Regions from separate parts of the Mus musculus genome. Here region 1 is linked to region 2. Evidence: chromatin contacts called from public ChIA-PET data. All regions are on one chromosome and are shown on one strand. The core of a region is the stretch at or near the end of the contact, and the rest is flanking DNA. Distances in the headings are between cores, read along the strand shown. Region 1 overlaps Slc13a3 (solute carrier family 13 (sodium-dependent dicarboxylate transporter), member 3). Region 2 holds the start of Elmo2 (engulfment and cell motility 2).

Region 1 (4,257 bases), core at 59-2,558, 130 kb before region 2:
TGCCCAGAAACCAATGTACTGATCTGCTCTGAGGATGCATCTACCCACATGAGGGTCCGCCTAATGCTAATCCCACAGCAGTGGCTTCGTCTTCATACCGGGGGTGAACTTAGCTCTTTTCTCTCATCATCAAAGGTGGCTTCTTGTTCTACTCGATCCCTTTTTGTGGCTGATCTCTGATTGCCCCAGCAAAGGTGATCACAGTAGAAAAGACTCATACCCATGTGCCTCCCACCTACTAATCCTGCTAACCTTAAGTGTTCAAGAGCTTTGCTCTGAATCAGGTCTGTCCCCCAGACCCAGCTTGGTTGGGAGGAGGTAAGGCACAGTGTCCCTCATCAGCAACCTGGAATTTTTAATCCATTGTACATAGGATGCTCAGCTAGGCAAGCAAAGATATTTGGGGTCACCATCAGTGTTCCAGATGCTAACCAGAAAAATAATGAAACCTGTTCCTGACCCGTGTGCTGCCCAAGGCCTGCTGCCTTTCCGGCTTCCTGTCATGGTCAATGCCTCCAAGAAGGAGATCTGTACAGATGGAGTCTGTAGGGGAGAATATGGAAATCAAGACTCCTGGGCAGACTCAGCAACCCAGGAGCTGCGACAGGCCTTGGCTTGCTGGACATGACTGAAACTGAAGGCTTTCTGCAATCCTCTATGAAGAGAGTCGGGAAGGAATAGCACCCCCATAGAAGTTGTTGGGGGACACTAACTGAGCCTATGTGTGTGAGGGGCCTGGAACTTAGGGAATGTTCTGGAAATGTCTCTGGGTGTCATTGCTACCGCCATGACATATCTACCCAATGACATGAGTCAGGATACAGAAGGAAACAGGACTCGGGCTCTCAGATGGATGTTTTCGGTAATCTCATGAACCCTGTCTTGTAAATATTCCATTCTACTTTCTTTTCTTGTAACACCCTTGTCAAGGCAACCCTGAGTTATGCTGAAATAGGAAGTGGCTTCCTTGTCTATTCTCAAAGAACAGTGTGAGCCCATAGACTGAAACAGGAAGTGGCTTCCTTGTCTATTCTCAAAGAACAGTGTGCAAGGCACAACCCTGTCAATTCCACTTCTGTTCAGCAGAGTAAAGGCAGAAACCAGCAGGGTAGGGGGAAGAAGAGAGGGGAGGAGGGGACTTAATGATTGGTTTGATTTCTTAAGGAGATATTGGAATATTTTATTTTTCTAGTTCTATTCTTAGAGCTGAGTGAGTTACGTTTTCAAGACACTTGTTTCCCTTAAGTTGTCAGCACGAGGTGGTTCAGTTTCTTTGTCACCGCTTGCTTTGATGCTCTAGTCCCCATGAGGCCTCCTCTAGGCTTTTGTCTGATGAGTCTCAGCCTGAGTGGTACTAGCCAGGAAACCACATTGTTGCCTGAGTTTTAAGCTGGGTTTTTATATGTGCACACAGCCCCCAAACACACCAACTTCCGATTAGTCAGAGGGTCCGATTTGCAAGACTCCTCTATGGCCCCACAAGTCTCCTCTGGGATCTGAGTGTCCCCTGAGAAACAAATACCCAAAGGCCGCAGGACAGGAGAGGGCCTGACCTTTGGACTCCGTGGACGTGTGCGTTTTCTGAAGTGGAGCTGAGAGTGCCTCCTGACAGGTCACCCAGCTTTCCCTGTTTGGCTTGTAGCTAATTATTCCTCTGCAATCTCAAACAGGACCTAGGGCCACACCTACCACCAAGTATGCTGTTTTGTCCTGCGGCTGGGAGTCTACAACCATGACTGCAGCCACCTGCCCTACTGCAGTTAGGGGAGATATTTACTTTCCAGTCTCTGTATCCAGAAGCTCTGGCCTAAGGTCTATCCAAGAGTACCCACCTCCATCTTCTACCCATTCACTCATCCAACCATCCATCAGTCTCTTATGTACCCACTCATCCTCTCATCTATCCACCCACTGATTCTTCCATCTATCTACTCATCCATCAATCAACAAATCTATTCACCCATCCACTCATCCATCCGACAATTCATTCATCTGTCCATCCATCAATACATCCATCCACCCAGTCATCCATCTATCCATCCACCCACTCATCCATCCATCTATCCATCCACCCACTCATCCATCCATCTGTCCATCCACCCACTCATCTATCCATCTACCTACTCGTGCATCCATCTGTCCATTCATCCATCTATCCACCCATCTACACATACATCTATCAGCCCATTCATCTGTCAGCCACTCATTCATGTGTTTATTTACCCATTCTCCACTGCAGACACAAGCACTAAGTATGTTGAAGACTATGTTAGGTTCTGGAACACAGAAGAGAATGAGACACAGCAAACAGGGACCCTCTTCTCGTGAAATTTTGGCTCTACCATGGAAGACAGCATAAAGAACTCTCATTGGATGCTGTAATCTTCTCAGATTACATTCAGTCAGGCTGATTTTCTAGCCACTTCCATGGAGTACTAGCTGAGCATAGGGAGTACTGTAGATAACTGCATCTTGAAAACCTGCATTAAACAAATGCAGATATGAGTCTGTAACCTGTCAGCATCCAATACACCTATCATGGAGCTTTAGTGGGTGCTAAGGAGAACAGTTGTTTGAAACTTCCCTGCCCTTGGAATCCACCTTGGGAATATCTTACATGACCTTAGCTGATGTGCCTGGGCATCTGATAGAGATTACATAAAACCTGATCAGTGTTGCGGTGAATCTCCAACCTAAATAAGCCTGGGGAATGATAACACAACTCAATTAATATGAATGCATGCTGTGCGCCTAGATTGGGCAGATCTACCGCTACACTACCATCTTCCCCACATTAGAGACCCCTTAGAACTTGTGGTTTCTCCAGGCCAGGTGCTTCTGCTCTACTTTCCTTCTTCGTCTCCTCTGCATCCTCTCTCTCTCTCTCTCTCTCTCTCTCTCTCTCTCTCTCTCTCTCTCTCTCTCTCTCTCCCTTTCTCCCCCAAATCTCAGCTCCACCTTCCTCTCTTTCTCTGCCTGATGGAGGAGGAGGAAAGCCAAGTTAGTCTAGTCAATGAGCTCCAGCCAATGAGAAACCCTGGCTCAGAGAAGGAAGACCACATTCCTAAGGTTGATTCCTGACATTGGCCTCTACACACCAATATGTGCACACACACGCACATGTACGCATACACACACGTGCGCGCACACGCGCGCACACACACACACACACACACATTTTACAATGAAATATATTATTTCCTACAAGAAATGGTGACTCAGACCTGTAACCCTAGATACTTGGGAGGCTGAGGGAGAAGGATTCTAAGTTCAAGGCCAGCCTAGGCTATACCATATGGTCAAGGCCAACAGGGGCAACTAGTGAAATTCTGTCTTAAAATCTACAAAGCAAAAATATAGCTAGAGACATAGCTCAGAGTCAGAGGATGATCCAGCATGTGCAAAGCCCTAGGTTCCAACCCTGGTACTTCACAAAACCAAAAACCAGACCACAACAGAACAACCTATGTTTCCATCTGCCAGCCTCCGAACGCAGCAGATGGATGCTGGGTAGACAATGGTAGCCCTTGTTAGCTGGGTTTGCCTTAGACAGGCTCTGGGTCCAGCTGGAGAGCATGACTTCTTTTTGAGTCACACACAAAAGAAGCTTCCAGCACAGGCATGCACTCCCCTTCCCTTTGCTATAGACCTCTGAACCTCAGAAAGCTGCCGCCCTCTCCTGGAAGGCAGGAGACATCCTTTGAATGGATCGTTCATCAAAGGGCCTAGAGACAGGATCTGAAATCAAGCCATGATAGTAAACCAGAATGAAGAAGTTAAGGCAAGGATGACAGAATCTCACTAGGAAGCTTGGGAGATGGCGTTCAATATGCCTCCTTCGTGTGGTTATAAAGGCCACCAAACTTCCTAGTGGGAACTGGTTCCAGAATGCTGTTTCCCTGGAAGTGTTGGCCAGCTGTGCACCTAAAGACAGAAGCTGAACGTTCATGTCTGAGCCAGAATGATGATGCCAAGCTGGGCAGGAGGAGTGTCTGTAACAAAACTCTAGGGTGCCTGGGTAGTTTATAAACAATACAGGTTTACTGCTCACAGCCCTGAAGGTTGGGAACCTCCATGCTTCTGGTGAGGAGGCTAAAAAAAATGTCCAAGATGGAGATGTTGGCTGATGAGGAGCCTAGTGAAGGCAGCACTCAACCTCAGAAAGGTGCTCTTCTTCAGAGTCCTCACAGAGCAGATCGAGCCTGAGGCCTCTCTCAAGGGTACGAGTCCCCACCTCTTATCACCACACCTGTAGAG
Region 2 (4,081 bases), core at 1,313-3,812:
GGGGAGATATGCCAGCTGACTTCACACCTCAGCCTGAGGTTTCATGCCTTCGTGTCCACTGCTGGGAAGGAGGTACCCAGCTGGCTTTTGGTCTCTGTCACACATGAAGCCGGGAAGTGAGTCATGGGGTAAGGTTGGGGCAGCCATGTTACTACAGAAGCAGGGGGAAGGGTCACTGGCAGACAGCTAGCAAATCCCACCAAGTCACTGCCCACAGAAGCCTAGTTTCCAGTAGGCTCTGTTCTTTATAAATGATGTTAAAAATTGCTGAGTAAGTATCCTGGGGGCTCAGGGTAAGAGAGGTGCTGAGGTAACTGAGGAGGCAGAGGGAGCAAGGGGATGTTGTCTGAGAGGAGCGGCTGAGCGTCCCATGCTGCTAAAAAAAGGCCAGTGGACAGGGCCTGACATCCTCTTAATGGGGTGGGGAAGACACAGGCTAATCCCAGGGCAGAGGACTCACTGAAGCCCATTATGAAGGGTGGTAGATTGCTCAGCCAGTTGTGTGGAATTGTGTTCTAATTGCACATGGCCTTGTAAAGTGGGAAGCTGGCTGAAGAGGGGAGGACTATGGGAAAGCCATTATTGGTGGTGAGGTGAGACTTTCTGGTGGTGTGGTGGTGGGTGCATTGTGCTGGTTAGCTTTTGTCAACTTGACACAAGCTAGGGTCATCTGGAAAGAGGACACCTCAGTTGAGAAAATGCCTCCATTAAATTAGGTTTTTAAGCAAGTCTGTGGAGCCTTTTCTTGATTGGTGATGGTTGTGGGGAGGGCCCAGCCCACTGTGGACAGTGACACTCCTGGGTTGTATAAGAAAGTGCTGGAGCAAGCTACCTGGAGCAAGCCAGTAAGGAGTGCTTCTTCTTGGCCTCTGCTTCTTGGTTGTTGCCTTGACTTCCTGCCCTGATTTCCCTCAGCTGTAGACCTCGGGGGTGCAGGCCAAATCAACCCTTTCCTCCCCCAAGTTGCCTTTGGCTGTGATGTTTTAGCACAGCAATGGAAACACAAACCCAGACATCCATGTTCTGAAGGTGACATCAAGGCCCTCGCTGGCTCCCCAAGTTGGACTGACTGAATGGAATACTCTTTGGTTTGTCATTGGTGCCTTAGGGGGAGGGGAAATGGGGACACATCTGTTTAAACGTCCCTGCAAACACCCTGTTTCAAAATAGGCAGCAAACAAAGAAATAAACAACCCACCACAAAGAGGATGCTCACAAGACTACGGAGGACAATAAGAGATAATAATGTGAATCTGATAGGGTCGTATGAGGCTCCCACAGAGCAGCAAAGGACCTGGGGTCCAGAATGGTGCTGCAGACAAGGGTGGCTACCCTATGTTCCAGCGTAAAGCTATTTTGGAACACGGCCATATGCTTTATCCTGGGTGGCTTTCGATAAAACAAAGACAGAGACTGGCTGGAAGCAGGCAGTATGTGAACCTATTGGAAGTGTGACTGGCCGGCCCCTGCACAGGCCTTATTAGCACTGTGATTGTGGGAGGGGAGCTTTGCTTCCTGGGCACCATCCTGTTCACCAGCTGATAAGAATCCGCTTCAATTCAATTCAATTGCAGGAGTCAATGTAACTGTGCCTGTAAAACTGCTTCAAAGACAGTAAAAGGTAGCCATTATTTCCATCTCTCTGCTGAGCGGCCAGCCGAGTCTCTACAGAATGGATAACAAAATGTCTGTCTTCTGGCATTGTCCTAAGGATCTGCTAAGAGAAATGATTAAAAAAAACAAAATTTGGAGTTAAACAGGGAGATAGCGTCTTGCTGTATAGTCACCGGTTGTATAGTTAGTTGGTCCCATAAGACCCCTAGTCTTTTCTTCTGCAACTGGGGATCGCATACTAGCCCTCCCTACCAGCCTGCTGTGAGCTTTAAGGGAGATGGCAGGAGTGAGTCCTTGGCGCTGTGCCCGGCCTTGTTAGATCCGCAGGTGCGGTGACGAACGCCACCTCCCACGGATCCCTACCAACAGCACAGCTGAGCTGTACCCCTCTGCCTCTGCTCAGCGCCCACGGTCAGCCCTGGGTGCCGGTATAATTAGCTCCATCTCCGTAGTGAGCAGCCGCGGCTGCTCATAGCCTCTGACACGACTGTCACCTCCCACTCAGTTCCCTAAATCAGCTATTCCCATCGTTGAGTCGGATCAGGTGAGCATCACCAGAGGATAGCTTGCTCCTTACAACAATGGGTCTCAAGGACCCAGAGCGCGCCCCCTCCCCGCCCCTCCAACCTCCTTCACCCGGAGGCTGTGTACAGAAATAAAAGAGAAAAAAAGTTTGGGTGGGGAGCAGCCTCTAGTGTCTGCTGGGAAATCACGTTCCTTTAGACCCAATAGCCTGCAGAAGAATGGTAGTCTGTCTCTTTAAGAGGCCTCCGCGGAGGGGAGGGGCCAGCCGGCGTCGCTCCAGCCCGCGCCCTCAGTTAGGCCCGCCTCCCTTTTATTGACAGACAAACAACCCAGTGAAAGCGAGACTTTTCATCTTGACAGCAAAGCGGAGCAATAGAAGCCCGGGCCGCCCTTCGCAGGGCGGGGCTTCAGGAGGGCGGGGCAGACGGGGCCAGTGGAGCGGCGGCGGGACGCGGGCGCGGAGCTGGGCCTCGGCGGGTGCCGGGTGAGTGAGGGACGCTCGGGGCTCGAGGCAGAGAGACAGAGTGTTGAGGGTTGGGAGCCGGGGACCGAGGTTGGGGTTGAGGCGGAGGGCAGCGTCTGCCCGACCTCCAAGCCCGGGCACGGTGCCGATCCGGTAATCCCCCTGCGGTCGGTACCGGCCCTCTTTCCTTCTCCACTGCCCGGCTTCGGTCCAGGCCGCTCTCATTCGCTTCTTCCCGCAGCATTGCAATGCCCGGGGTGCTCCGGTGCTGGTTTCCACCCTCCCCTTTTTCCGGGCCCTGCAGATCTGGTCCTTCGCCGCCCTCCCTAGGCTTAGGCTGCTCCCGGCCTGGTTCTGTTCCTTCTCCATCCCTCGCTCTGGCCACCCTCAGAGTCCGCCGCCCCTACGTCTAGTCTAGTAAACTTTTTTTCATCTTCCCAGTCTTCCTTCCGAAGGCTTCCGGGGTCCCGAGTTCTGACCCTGGTGCGACACTCTGAACATTCTGGTGTCCCTACACATCAGTAGCTTTCAACAGTTTGAAAGTGTTGATTGACGTCTGCCTGTCCCAGCAGGTAGGAATGCCCAGGAGGAAGAAGACCTTACCTGATGTTGCTCCATGCACCCACAGCGTCTCAGCAGGCCAGACACTATAGATGTTTACTAAATGAATGAACGAAGGGCTAGAGTTTGCCTGGGGGATGCAGCCGCAGCCCCTGACATCCCATCTGTTGTGGGTGGAAGCCACCTTTTGGAATGCTTTCTGTGTGCCGGGCACTAGGCCAACCTGGGCTCTCCAAAAGAGAAATAATGCAAGTCACATTTGTTAATTAAACTTTTCTAACAGTCACATCTCAGGAATGTAAAATATGTAAGTGGAATAATTTACTCATGCTTTAGTTAATACATTTCAGATTATAATTAGGAATTCACATAACCAATGTAAAATCACGTTAATGGAGTTGTTGACTGTTTGTGTGTGTGTGTGCTAACTTCTTGAGCTCTGGTGTGCCTCACTCTTGGGACAGCACTTCTTGCTTCTCAGAAGAAGCACGGCAGCCATTTGTCAAGTGGTCGGTCAGTAACCACATTGCTAGGGTGGCTGCCTTGGCTGTGAAGTGCTCAGTAGTGTGCAAATGTGAGGGCGTTTAGTTCGAGTTGTGGTCTTTTGAGGAGACTATCATTATTTGCATTTACAGATTAAAAATAGCAAAGATCCTAAAAGAGTTTACCTGCCCAGATTCATTCTACCGTTTGGAGCAAAAGAGACAGGGCTGGTTCAAGAAGGGGTTTCTCTGTGTAGCCCTGGCTGTCCTGGAACAATCTCTGTAGACCAAGCTGGCCTCTGATTAAGGGCATGTTCTACCATGCCCAGCTTGTCTGTTGCTCTTGAATCTTGTTATTCTTTTTATGTTTGATGCTGCTTCTAAGAGGTGCCAAGAAAGTTTGGGGTGCAGGGTATGAAGACTAGACTGCTTTTAA

The links. ChIA-PET counts read pairs in DNA pulled down with a chosen protein or histone mark.
Region 1: an RNA polymerase II ChIA-PET map of memory CD8 T cells shows a contact between it and region 2, with 30 read pairs. The contact joins the enhancer-like site here to the promoter of Elmo2 in region 2. A contact is called at or near these places in 5 of 39 promoter capture datasets (cranial neural crest, embryonic stem cells, epiblast stem cells and 2 more), 1 of 484 Hi-C or Micro-C datasets (CD4 T cells), 3 of 115 datasets of contacts at active chromatin or transcription factors (bone marrow-derived macrophages, effector CD8 T cells and memory CD8 T cells) and 1 of 9 other capture datasets (liver).

Annotation. Positions count from the first base shown.
Region 1 is chr2:165,450,247-165,454,503 of GRCm38.p6, reverse strand. The region is part of intron 1 of Slc13a3 (solute carrier family 13 (sodium-dependent dicarboxylate transporter), member 3); the gene reads left to right. The region is part of intron 2 of Gm14437 (predicted gene 14437); the gene reads right to left. Among named protein-coding and RNA genes, the nearest start is that of Gm14437, 10 kb to the right of the region's middle. Within about 2 kb of position 1,308, at least 65 of the 459 cell types and tissues checked have an H3K27ac peak or open chromatin away from gene starts, as enhancers often do. A contact at or near this core is called in bone marrow-derived macrophages, effector CD8 T cells and memory CD8 T cells, where this site is marked.
Region 2 is chr2:165,324,960-165,329,040 of GRCm38.p6, reverse strand. Elmo2 (engulfment and cell motility 2) reads left to right here and starts at 2,562. Exons shown (of 21, transcript NM_080287.2): 1 at 2,562-2,623.